4 separate regions of the Mus musculus genome follow, and all the other regions are linked to region 4. A link is a contact called in public HiChIP or PLAC-seq and promoter capture Hi-C data. All regions are on one chromosome and are shown on one strand. Each heading gives the region's core, a stretch centred on a gene start, on an enhancer-like site or on the middle of the called end of the contact. The rest is flanking DNA. Distances are from core to core; before and after follow the strand shown.

Region 1 (3,087 bases), core at 557-3,056, 310 kb after region 4:
ATGATGAGAAGAAATTTTCTGTGCTTTGTAAGCTATACAGTTTGCGTTCGTTTTGTTATAGCTTCCCAAGCTTGCCAATGAAGCATTAGAAATACGTTATGTAGGAGCTGAACTCCATATTTGACTTGGATTTCACTAACCTTTTCCTGATGTATGGGAGGCACAGAGGTTCTTGTACTCACAGCACTAGATCAAATGGATTGAGACCCCTTTAAGGGTTAAATGGCCTTTTCACAGGAGTCACCTAAGACCATTGGAAAACACAGATATTTACATTATGATTCATATCAGTAGCAAGACTAGTTATAAAGTAGCAATGAAATAATTTTATGGTTGGGGATCACCATGACATGAGGTTCTATATTAAAGGGATGCAGCAATAGGAAGGCTGAGAGCCATTGAACTAGGGTAACCAGGAATTTTAAACAACACAAGGTTAATAGCCTGGTGACCTTTGTACTATCTGTATGGCTGAGACTATATCAGATGCTCTCCCAGACTCTTATCCTGAGTGTGTCAATCTATGGAACCCATCTCTATGGAAGGAGTCACATGTAGTCAATCTATAGAACCCATCATTATGGAAGGAGTCACGTGTGCTTCAAAAAGAGTTTTGAGATAGTCACACCTTAAGTTTTGTTGTGACATGGGCATGGGTTAATTAACACACTCACTCTTTCACCAAACTGTGCCGTGCTTAAATATGCATGAAATAAACAGCTCCAGGTCAGACCAAGTTTGAACCAACGCCGGCTACTTAGTTGTATTAAACTGAACTGCCTTCTCGCCTCTGGCTGATCATTACTCTGCTGGTCATGGTGGCTGGAGAGACCCACACACACTGGTGTGTTTGTCCAGGATCTCGGGCAGGACGCCTGTATCAGTCTCCTAGGGCTGCCTTAGTCCAGTGCCATAACATTGTTACAACAACAGAGGTGTATCCTCAGGGTTCTGGGGGCTGAGGCTGTCAATCGGCTAAGTTCCACAGAGACCAGAGGCTCCTTTTTTGGTTTGTTTGTTTGTTTCGAGACAGGGTTTCTTTGTATAGCCCTGGCTGTCCTGGAACTCACTTTGTAGACCAGGCTGGCTCCAAACTCAGAAATCCTCCTGCCTCTGCCTCCCGAGTGCTGGGATTAAAGGCATGAGTCACCATGTCCAGCTCAGAGGCTCCTTCTTTGCCCCTCATCCCTTCCCCCCCCCCCCCCCCCCCCCCGCTTGTGGGATCAGGGCTCTAATCTCCCTCCGTAGTCACGTGGCTTTCTTCTGTGTGCATTTATGCATCTGAGAGTCTCAGATCTCCCTGTCCCTTCCACTTCATACCTGTCACTCCTAAATCCAGGACGATTTCATCCTAGATCCTTAACTTACATCTTCAGGACCTGTGTGTTAGTCATGCCTGTCACTATGGCAAAAATGTCTGGGAACCCACTTGCTAGGAAGAAGGCTTATGTGGATCATGGTTTCAGAAGTTTTGGTCTGTGGTCATTTGGCTCTGTTGTTTAGGGTCACATCTAGGTGATCAGAAAGCACAGAAAGAGAAATAGGAAGGAAGTGGGGTCCTGATTCTTCTCCACTGAAGTAGCTCCCCAGTGAACTCACCTCTTACTTCCCACTAGGCCCCATCTCCGCCATCTCACAGGCTGAGGACCAACAGCCTCCCCCCCCCCCCCCAATATTTTACCTTCAGGAAAATACTCTAAATCCAACTCTAGCAATCTATTTCCAAATAAGGCTGCACTCACACATGCTGGGGATCTGTGCTCCAGCTCTGGGGGGAGGGGCGACAACACACCAACCACTACAATATCACACTTAGTCATGATGTCTCCCTAGGTTCCACTGGGCAGGTTTTCCTTGTGGGCGAAGGCTCTGACAGTTCTGTGGCATCGTGGTTAGATATTTTGTAGATTATGTCATGGTTTGAGTTTGTTCAATGTTTTCCTCCTGTTTAGACTGAGGTTGTAGGTTGAGGGAGGGAGACCACAGAGGGGCAGGGCGCTGCCTCCGGAGAGGCACCTCCCCACCCCCTCACTGGTGTTAACCATACCCAGGAGGCCTCTCTCCTGCAAACTTCCCTTCTTACCTCCTCTGCCTCCATGCCATGTTCCTTGGAACCACTTCTAACAGTCGCCCACACTAGGGACGGGAGTCACGCTACTGTCCCCACAAGGCGTATTTGTATCGATTATTCAGACTTCTATTGTCCTCAAAACATTCTCGCACAAGAAAGCGGCTTCCACTCAGTTAGCAGGAGTGCCTGCCCTGCAGTCACAGAGCCTCTGATCTTCAGAACCACAGAAACTGGGTCTGGTGGTACACACTTATGATCTCATCGCTCAGGAGGTGGAGGCAGGAGGATCAGAAATTCAACTTCATCTTTGGCTACATAGGAAGCTTGAGGCCAGCACGGTATATATGAAACCCCGTGTCCAAAAGTTAAAAATCGCGCACACACACACACAGTCTGCCTTGTCCCAGCTCTCTGGAGAGAATTTCAAACACAGGCCCAGCCCTGAGCATATAAAAATCTCTGAATAGTTCTAACTAGCTAAAAATACTTTGAGGGCAAAGCTGTGCAAAATGTAAGTCATGGAGCTGAGGGGCTGGCTCCATGGGTGAGGGTGATTGCCACCAAGCCTGACAACCTGAGTTTGTTCTCTGGAACCCACACTGTAGAAGAAGAAGAAGACAAAGAAGAAAACCCACTCCACAGGTCATCCTCAGACCTCTATATGCATGCTGTAGTGCGTGCAGACTCCCACAGAAATACATAGTTTTAAAATGGAAATACGGTAGGCTATGGATTAGTAGTTTCATATCTGTAATAATGTAGGTACAGAAATTGGGCGTAACAATGCAGACAATTTCATGACAATTTAAAAAGTAGGTTTATTAACTCCAACAGTTAAGAATTGAGGCTTTTTAACATAATTGTGGCCTGGGCTGGGGAGATGGCTCAGTGATTGAACTGCTTGTGGTACAAATCTGAGGCCCTGAATTCAAACCCCAGAGCTATAGAAAGGGCGAGCCAATAGCTCACACATCTATAACCACAGCACTGCTAATGGAATACTGGAAGCAGAGACA
Region 2 (3,009 bases), core at 193-2,692, 500 kb after region 4:
ACACTAAAGTGGAGGTATCTTTCTGGTTGACACAGTATCTCCAAAACCTAGTTCTGTCATGGCGCATACTACAAATACTCAGAAAAAAAAATGTTTTCAGTTAGGCATGGTTGCCTGAAGTCCCAACTACGGGGGAGGTTTAAGACCGGAGCTTGGTGGCCAACCTGGTTAAAAGTGGAGATGGGGGGAGGGGTAATGAACCAAAGCCATCTTCAGTGGAGCTGTAGAAATGGTCCAAAAAAAAAAAAAAAAAAAAAAAAGCACCAGGCTCCTTTCTCTTTCCCACTGTAATGTACCTGTCAGTTTAGCAAATAGACTTCTGAAGTCCCACTCAGCACCCATCAGGCCAAGCACATTGTGTGCTCAGCCGGTGTACACCTGACACAATCACACTCTAGCTCCTACACGAGCACAGGCCACGGGCAAACCCTGGTCCAAACCCATTTTACCCACCCGAATCCCACTCTCCTAAAGCAGAAACTATCTAGGCTTGTCCTGGCTACAAAGCATGCTCCCTGGGTGGGCCTGTAGGTTGTTTCAACCCTGGACTTTTAATGTCACCTCTGGTCTGCTCGTAAAAATAGTTAAAAAAAAAAAAAAATACCTGACCACCTCCAATAATCTTAGGTTCTCAAGAGCAGGCATACCTAAGGTCATACGGACCCCTCCCCCTCACAAAAGCTGCTTCAAGGCCAGGAGGCCATCTGTCCAGCAGACGCTCTCCTGTCCTCCCCCTCCCCGGGTCACACGGAGCCTTTCCCCACTAGCCCCTCGGTTGGCAGGAAGAGACCCCGCAGAGAAATCAGTTCAAGCCTGATCAACAGGCCTGGTCACCCCCCCCTAAGCACCCCAACTCTGGAGGAGGAAGACTTGTCTGCCCCGGGAGAAGGAACCCCCGGGGTCAGAACTTGGGCGAGGCTGAGGGGGAGACTGAGGGGCGCCGAGGAGGGCCGATGTTCTAAGTGTCTGCCCAGTGACGGCGCCAGGTCCTCGCGCGGCGGGGACCGTGGAGCTGACAGGGCGTCCCAGCCTGGTGAAGTGCACCGTTATCCCTGCCTGGGCCGGGGGCTCGGCGGGCGGCCGCCTGTCGCGCGCGGGACGACAGCGGAGTGCCCGGGCCGCCCCGATCGGCGGGCGGCGGCGGCGGAAGGGGTCCGGGCCGGGGGCGGGGTAGGGTGGTGGCCAGGGCCCGCCTGGCGGCGATCGGGGGAAGTGGCTGCCGCCTGGGGCGGCGGGCAGGGTCCACCAGGCTGCAGGGCCGGGCCGCGGCGCGGGCAGAGCCCGCTCCTCTCAGACTCCCCTGCCCGAGCTGGAGCGGCCCGGATGGTGGCCTCGCCCCGTCCAGGCGGCGGGGGGCGCTTACCTGGCGGCGGCGGCGGCGGCGGCAGCGACAGGCCCCGGGCTCGGCCGCGCGCGTCCCCAGCGCCGGCTGCGGGAGCCACAACATGGCGACGGCGGTGGCGGGCGGGGCTGCGGCTCCGGGGGCGGAGCGGGGGCGGGAGCCGGGCTGGCGGCGGGACCTGGCTGAGGCCGCGGGTGGGAAGGGCGGGCGGAAGGCGACTCGGGCCTGGGCACCGGCCAGGGCGGTGCGGCTATAGAGCTGCCCCGGCCCGGCCCGGCCCGGCCTGGCCTGGCCCGGCCCCGCGCCTTCCGCCTCCCTCCCGCCTCAGGCTGGTGCGACCCTGGCTACGCTGACTCCGGGGAGGGGCGGGGCGAGGACGGCGCAGGCAGGACCGGGACTCCGACCTGGGCTGGCTCCCGCCGCCCTTGGCGCGGCCTCTCCCGGCCACCTGGGCCCGGGAAGCTCGGACGCGCCTCTGAGGCCTCGGTGCGGCCCAGGCCGCCTGCCGGAGGGACGCGTTGTACCTTCGCGGCTATGGGCCGACCGGACGCCGAGCGCCTCAAGAGCTCGGAAGAAGTCGTCTTCGCGGAGAGCTGGGCGAGTCGGGCCTAGGCAGCACTGCTAAGTGAAAGGAAGCAGGAGGGCAGTGGGCCTGGGCACTCAGGTGCGCCTTAAATGGCTACTCGTCGCAGGATGGAAGGACATGCTTGCGGGCGCGGGGCGCTCAGACGTGTTACCTCTGGGGGAGCCAAGGGACGCTCGGAGAGTGGAATGGAGGTGGAGGGGTTGGGGTGGAGGGAGCTGATAACCTCTCAGGGTGGACTGGCAATTCGCAGGCTCACCAGGGAGGCTGTGACTCCAGGGCAAGAACTCGGAGAGGCGGCCGACAAAAAAATTACCAAGTTGACCCGCAGGACTTTCCAAGAACCTGGAGTCCCTTGGGGACGCGATAGTAAGGCAGCAGGGTCGGACGGTGGGAACTGGCAGGCCAGTTCTGGTGCCAGGCAGGATTGCTAAGCATGAGCAAATTCCTCCCGAAGAAACCAGGAAAAAGCCCACACTTGGCAAAAGGGCCAGAGCTGACATTCAGCTGAGTCTGCTGTGTGCCAGGACCCGACAGAACCCAACACCTGCATGAGGAGTGCGGTAGTGATGAAGGAGTGAAGGCAGTTACGAGAAATTATTCTTTCCAGAAGTTTGGCAGGGAGAGGAAGGGAAAACTAGCCTCCATCTTAAGAAGGAGTAAAAAGAAAGGTTTGTTTCATTTGTTCCAGTTTGAGAGAGAGCGAGAGCTCAAGGAGCCAAAGACAGAGTCATTTATAGTTTATATCCCAGAAAGATGGGAAATGGGGAAGAGGAAGTCCAAGGAAAAGGCGTGTTGTCCAACAAGATTCGAAAGATGAATAAAGATAGAAATATTTGTCCCGTGCGGTAGTGCATGTGTGTAATCCCAGCTCTTGGGAGAATGAGGCAAGATGATTTTGAGTTCAAGAGCAGCTGGGGTTACACATTGAAAGACCGCCTTAAAAGCCAAGAAAGAAAGGATCTTGTTTATTTGAGGCAGGTTTTCTCTATGTGTAGCTCTGGCTGTCCTAGGACTTGCTCTGTAGACCAAATTACCTTCCAACTCCAGAGACCCACTACCTCTGCTTTGTGGCGCTGGGATA
Region 3 (3,103 bases), core at 110-2,609, 500 kb before region 4:
ATGAAGTTTGCCATGTGGCAATATTAATGCGCATCTCCAGGTCAATGTTATCGCAATGGCTAGGCAACTTCATGCCTGCAAGGAAAAGTACCACCAGGTAGACCCAGAACAGGCACCTGGGGGAAATCCAGGTGTCCAGTTTCCGGACCCCGTGCAGCACAGATGCCCACACTTTTTTTTCTGTCATGTGTCCTGTTCTCACCTTTCCCCCCTCTGAAGCCTGTTGTCAGCACGTGGGGTAACTGGCATCCTGTCTTCTGTTTGCAACTCTTTCTTTGTCCCGGCATCTCTGATTTGTGCAGGACTGTGTTCCCTTTTCAAGGACGCCCACCAGCAGCGAAGCAGGTGCAACAAATTGGGGGAAAAAAAAAGAAAAAAAAAAAAAAAAAAAAGAAACAGGACCTGCCACTCCAAGTCTAGGCTCTCTTACTTCTAAAAAGGACAGACCCAAAAAGCCAAACACTTTGGCCTCTCTTCAGGTCTCAGGTCCCGCCCTGCCCAAGAGCTATATAGTAAAACCTGGTTCTGTTTCACACCAGCTGTGGACAATCTTCCCCTGTTCTTAGGGCCGAAGGATTCTTTTTCTTTGTCCTCAGGCCCCGGAAAGCAGGTTCTCCTGGCGAGCCCCTCCCCATCGGCTCCCAGGGGACGAAACTCTTGTTTGATTTATCACTTCATCTCCGTGTCTCCTTAGAACCTAGTTAAGTCTAATCCCGCTTTCCAACTCTGAGAGCGAAGTCACCTGTCCCAGGCAAGCGGTAACACCGGGACTTTAACACAGAGCACACAAGAGACCGGGGTGTTTGAGTTCCCAATCAAGCCTCCACGACCCGACCCAAGTCCCCACATCTGTGGAAATAAAAAGTTCCCGGTGGGGGCGGGGGCAGTGCAGCCTTCTGCCTGGTCCACACCGGGACCCGAGGCGCCTCCGGGGGAGGCGAGGGAGGCTGCATCAGCCCGAGAGAGCAGAGCCAGGGAACTTCAGAGAGCGTTTCGCCCTCGCCGGGGAGAGGCAAACACCGACACGTCTGTCTCCTTCTCAACAAGTGCCTTCAAGCCCGCCGGGGGCAGACACCTCCGCGCCCGCGGCCGCCGAGGTCTCCGCTGTGCGCGGGGGGCCGCGGCCTGGCCTCAACCGAGGCGACTCTGCGTGGCCTCCCCACACCCCCTCGAGCGTCGCCCGCAGCCCCCGGCGGCCGGAGTAGGGGCGCGGGGCGGGGCGAGCGGAGGGGCGGACCCCGGGGCGCGGGGCGGACGCGAGGGTGCACGAGGGGCGCAAGGGCCGGCGCGGTCACCCGGCGCCGCGGGGAGCCGCCCACTTCTCCTGCGCAGGGGGGGCGGGGGTGGCCCAGACGGCCAGAGCGTGGATGCGGCGGTCGCCGAGCCGGGGCGGACGCGGAGCGGCCCGGGCAGGGGACGCGCGCCGGGAAGGCCGGCTCCGCAGCGGCTGCAGGATGGCTGAGGTAAGCGGTCGCGCGGGCGACGGGCGCGGGGCCGCCCTACGAGGGCCACCTGCTCGTCGTCGGCGCCGTGTGTGCGTCCCGGGAGGCCGAACTGCAGTTCCTCGCAGCCTGTGCCCGGTCGCAGCGAGGTGACCCGTGAGCGGCGCCCCGTTTCTCTTACACCCCAGAGCCCCTGTCCAACCGCTGTTGGCGCAGGGACGTCCATCTGTCTGGTATTTCAAGCCGTGACCTTCGGTCATCCCGGGAGGAGAGTCGCGGAGACGCCCGAGGGGCGTGGAGGGGGCGCCGGTCCCCTGAGGGACAAATCCTTGCTTTTTTAAAAGGGAAGAGACAAAAGACCAAAAGCGCCGCAAACCGTCAGCTTAGTTAGACGTGTCTGAAGAGGACGGATGCTCGCAGTTGAACCGCGCTGAAGGAGTGCGTTGGTTTGCCGGCGTTCCGCCTGGCTTGTCGAGCGTGGGACAGTGAGGGGTGTTCGTGCCCTCCGGTCGCTCAGGGACTTGGAGGAGCGCATCCGGATGCTGATGGGGAAGCCAGAGGGCCAAGGTCCAGTCTCTTTGGAGATGGTTTACCTGAGAGTGACAGGAAGGGATCCTGGCAATGCAGAGGTGAGGTGCTTAGTGGCCCAGTGACTGTCCACCCCGCAGCGGGGTTCCAGCCGGGCGTACCCCAGCATCCGCTTCGGGTGTCCGCTGTCCACGGGCGCTGCTTCCCCAGGGGAGCCCCTTAACCCTACTGGCCTCACGACTTCGGATAAACTCCTGGGGATTTGTCAGCCAGATGTGACAAGATTGGAGAGGCAAGTGAGAGAGATCTGATATCAATCAGTACATAGCTCGGAGCCAAACTTTCTCAAATGCGGTGTAGAAACATGTTCTTCTCGTTTAAGGCATCTCTTTGTGGCTGTGGGGCTGCCACCAGCCTGAGTTTGACAGTTAAATGGAATGCCAACTAGCAGCCTTAATTGTATGAGTGAAGTTGTATGCAGTGCGGGGGGGGGGGGGAAGATCAGACACTCTGGGGTTCGGTAATGTCCCCTAGTTTTATGGCTAGGCTCACCGCAGACCTCTGAAGATGAGGGCATTTAAATCGGGCCAGACGCCTGGTCACAGCCAGGCCTCTGCTGTTAACACTTAAGGGGCTTGAAAGAGGCCCCACTGGTGTCCTGGGAATCCCTGTCAGAGTGTGTGTGTGAGAGAGAGAGAGAGAGAGAGAGAGAGAGAGAGAGAGAGAGAGAGAGAGAGAGAGAGAGAGAGAGAGAGAACCTGTTACTGCATGGAAACACAGAACAGATATATCAACAATAAGAAGTAAATTTTTCTTATTAAAGCAACAAGATTTTGGTGTGACAGTATAGGTGAACTGAAAAACAGCATTTTGGCAAATCTTTTTTGGCAGTCTGTTTTTACTTGCTCGTTGTCTTCACTGTGCTGTTAGATTTCATGGGATCTTTTCGAATTTAACAGAGGTTTAGTTTACAAATTGATGTTTGTGCGTTAAAACTTTTGTTAAGTAGTGAAACATGTAACTTTCTCATTCGCCCCTCCCCAAATTTGTTGATGCATATTATTATACCTTTCTTAAAATTGTATGCATCAAAGTGTAATTTTGCACATTACTTCAAGTGTTACAATTTGTGC
Region 4 (3,080 bases), core at 529-3,028:
TTAGAAAACTACGAGCCTCAGCCTGGAGACCTGTTCCTGTTCAAGTTGCAGACCCCTAAGGCACAGTGGTGCGGGGCCCACGTGGGTGTTTACTGCGGCCAAGGAGAGATCATACACTTTGAGGGTGAGCAAAAGAAATTTGGCCACTCGTGAGCAAGCTGTGCTGGGACGAAAATTAGGACGAAGGTGTAGGTCTCTGAAGATGGGGGAGAGAGGGTTGGGCAGCCAAGGGTGTGGGGCTTCAATTTGAGGAAATGCTAGGGCAGATTACTGAGTCGCACCAAAGCTAGCTCCGATTTGCTCTGATTTTGGGCCTGCTATCCCCACAGGCAGGACCTCCAACCAGAATGGAGTACAAACGTTTCTGGGTTACTGTGAGGGTGTCGTGTGTAAACAGGGGCACAGAGCTCTGCAGCGCTCCCGACAGCTCTGGCGTGTGCTACGCAGGCGCGGTGGCGTTGACCCTAGGGTGCTGGAGAGCCGCGTGCGAGAAGCTATGGACAACGATCCTCCTCCCTACCATCCCACTAGCAGCAACTGTGTGCACTTTGCACTGAACCTGTTGGGCATGGACTCAGTAAGTGCCTCTCTTCTACCTGCCCACATCCCATGCCAGCCCCAGTCTGCTAACAAAGGCACCTAACCAACTTGCTCCAGCATAATTCAGATGATTCCCCTCTCCACTACACCCAGACCAGGTTCCTTTCATCTTAAACTCTTTACTCTGGCAATCTAAAGTCCCCAGAATAGGTGTACCTATTTTTGAAGTTACACACTTTGAAACCCTTTAGCGCCAGGTAGACCTCAGGCTACTGTTCTTAGATCCTGAGCAGATATATTTACTGAACATGACCGATCTCCAACCCAGGGGCTGCTCCAACTCCATCCTTCTTTTTGCAGTAGAACTTTCTATTGATCCAAAGTCCGCCTTTCTCAGTTCCATCCTTTTCCAAACAGTCCACCAATTCTGATCTTAGAGAATTGGGACCCTAGTCTACAAATCTCGGTCCTTGGGAATACTTCCATTCTATGAGCCTGGCCAGGAGTTCCCAATCACTCAACCTCATGTCCAAAATCTAGACCAAAGATAAACAATTCACCATCAGCCTAGTCCAGGGTGTTCTCTCTAATCCAGAACTAGCTACAATCCTTCTTCTTGCTTTCCTTCCTTCCTTCCTTCCTTCCTTCCTTCCTTCCTTCCTTCCTTCCTCCCTTCCTTCCTTCCTTGGGTCTTAGGAGCTAAGCTTGATAAATCACAAAGTCCTGGAGACCTGGCAATTACACCAGACCCTAACTCAATCTGTTCGTCTTCTTTCCCTTCTAGATGTCAATGGACAGGAACCTAACCAGTGATTAATGTGACCTTGGGTCCTCCTGAATGGGCCAAAAGAGGTTTCAGAAGGGATCATTAAAGTATTTTCCCAAACGTAATTAGGATGTTGGAGGTTCTCTTTACTCCACCTAGAACTGATTTGCTCCCAGAATGCCCTTAGCACTTGCTTCCTGGGTCAGCCTCCTCTTAAATTCCACTTCTTCCAGGAAGTTGCTATGATTCCCAGTGAGTAAGCAGGTTATCCTCAGAGGGATTTAGACTGTGTGAAAAAGGATGGAAAGGTACCCACCCCTAAATCTCCAAGGTAGATGTTCCAACCCAGGCCTGCGAGTATGGCCTTCTTTCAGTGTCCCTCACGTCCCCCTCTCTCACTGCATGGGTGGGCGGGTCCGTGGAGGTCAGGTGATCGGGAGGGCGGAGGCAGGAGGTCCGCATCCCTCCAAAGACTATACAGTCATCAGCCCTGCAGCCTTGCTCACTGTGAGAGACCTTTAGATGCTTGCAGTTGCCAGAGAGTTCTGAGAGATTGGGACAGGGCAGGCGCTGTTCCTCCGTCCCCTGTCAGCTCACCCCAACCCTGCACTCCGCGGGTGGTGCCGGTCCCTTTAAGAACCTTAGCGCTCAGCCCTGATTGCTGAATCTGCGCGCTGCCTCCGCCGCGCAGATTGCAGCTCCGCAGAGCTAGGCGTGCATCCCATTCCTCGACCAAAGCCCAACCCGGCCGCTCAGCCACCCCTCAGCGCAGATCCATGTCGGCCGCTCCGGCCTACAGCGAAGACAAGGGCGGCTCAGCCGGTCCCGGGGAGCCAGAATATGGCCACGACCCGGCGAGCGGCGGTATCTTCTCCTCGGACTACAAGCGGTGAGCTAGCGAGCGCCGGCCGGGTGCGGCTGGCGCGCAGGCACCATGGACAGCGCCCGCGAGGCTGCGGCCCTGCCGACCCAGACCCGCCCTGCGCGCTTCCCGGGGTTCCCGCAGCAGGGCCACTTCGCCTTTAGCTACGAAGGGGCGGGGGACCCAAGGCTGGTGGGGGAGGGACCAGACAGGCGGGGTCCTTATGGAACAGCTGCGATGATGTTTGCAGCCTTTTATTCGCTGGCTCAAAGAGAAACCAAAACAAAACCCCCAAAACCAATTCCGTAGGGGACGGGTCTGAATTGGGGAACTGGAGTTTGAGTGTGGTCCACTCCAGGAAGCCGGCCCTGGATGTAGACTGAGAAACTGGCTCCTCCTGCAAATTAATTTCTCCATCTTTCCCCAACCCCCACATTGCCCTATGATTCAGCCCTACTTGGTTTGAATCTTACCTTTGACTCATTCATTTATTTGTTCATAAATTCAATAGCACATTAATTAAAGGCCTGTGGACCTGTTAGTCACGGAACGGAGTAGTGAACAGGAGCCAATAGATTGTTCCAACCGGGAGCACAATTGTAGCCCTGACAATTCAAGGGTCAGGAGTGGGAGTGCAAGACATGTTCCATTTCAGGGAGGAAGGTACTCTCGTGTTAGAAATGGGTCTGGGGTCTCAGGGAAATCACCACACAATCCAGAGCACAAGGCGCAAGCGAATGCACTTCTTCAGAAGGGTCACTCAACCAGGCAGGTTCACCGAGTGCGAGTCCCACTGGATTTTTATTACTAATGATCGGGTGACCCTGTTCCTTACCCTGCATGGTCAGTGCTAGGCCTCACATGCTCAAGCAGCTGCAAACAGCAACAAACCCTTAAAAGTCAGTCAACTGA

The links. Promoter capture Hi-C pulls out the DNA fragments that hold promoters and counts their contacts. HiChIP or PLAC-seq counts read pairs in DNA pulled down with a chosen protein or histone mark. Capture Hi-C pulls out chosen DNA fragments and counts their contacts.
Region 1: an H3K4me3 HiChIP or PLAC-seq map of neural tube shows a contact between it and region 4, with 4 times the contacts expected there. The contact joins the enhancer-like site here to the promoter of Ap3b2 in region 4. A contact is called at or near these places in 6 of 39 promoter capture datasets (the 3T3-L1 cell line, 3T3-L1-derived adipocytes, the HPC-7 cell line and 3 more), 2 of 115 datasets of contacts at active chromatin or transcription factors (embryonic forebrain and neural tube) and 1 of 9 other capture datasets (liver).
Region 2: a promoter capture Hi-C map of neural stem cells shows a contact between it and region 4. The contact joins the promoter of Zfp592 here to the promoter of Ap3b2 in region 4. A contact is called at or near these places in 1 of 39 promoter capture datasets (neural stem cells) and 1 of 115 datasets of contacts at active chromatin or transcription factors (acute myeloid leukemia).
Region 3: a contact with region 4 is called in a promoter capture Hi-C map of adipose tissue. The contact joins the promoter of Bnc1 here to the promoter of Ap3b2 in region 4. A contact is called at or near these places in 3 of 39 promoter capture datasets (the C10 cell line and the HPC-7 cell line) and 1 of 9 other capture datasets (adipose tissue).

What each region holds. Positions count from the first base shown.
Region 1 is chr7:81,178,505-81,181,591 of GRCm38.p6, reverse strand. No RefSeq gene overlaps it. Among named protein-coding and RNA genes, the nearest start is that of Gm44968, 26 kb to the left of the region's middle. Within about 2 kb of position 1,806, at least 59 of the 459 cell types and tissues checked have an H3K27ac peak or open chromatin away from gene starts, as enhancers often do.
Region 2 is chr7:80,992,117-80,995,125 of GRCm38.p6, reverse strand. It overlaps Zfp592 (zinc finger protein 592), which reads right to left and starts at 1,442. Exons shown (of 10, transcript NM_178707.4): 1 at 1,364-1,442.
Region 3 is chr7:81,990,555-81,993,657 of GRCm38.p6, reverse strand. Bnc1 (basonuclin 1) reads left to right here and starts at 1,359. Exons shown (of 5, transcript NM_007562.2): 1 at 1,359-1,463. The coding sequence starts at 1,368.
Region 4 is chr7:81,492,623-81,495,702 of GRCm38.p6, reverse strand. It overlaps Ap3b2 (adaptor-related protein complex 3, beta 2 subunit), which reads left to right and starts at 1,778. Exons shown (of 26, transcript NM_021492.3): 1 at 1,778-2,195. The coding sequence starts at 2,083. It overlaps BC048679 (cDNA sequence BC048679), which reads left to right. Exons shown (of 6, transcript NM_001193274.1): 4 at 1-124; 5 at 330-577; 6 at 1,325-1,429. The coding sequence ends at 1,357.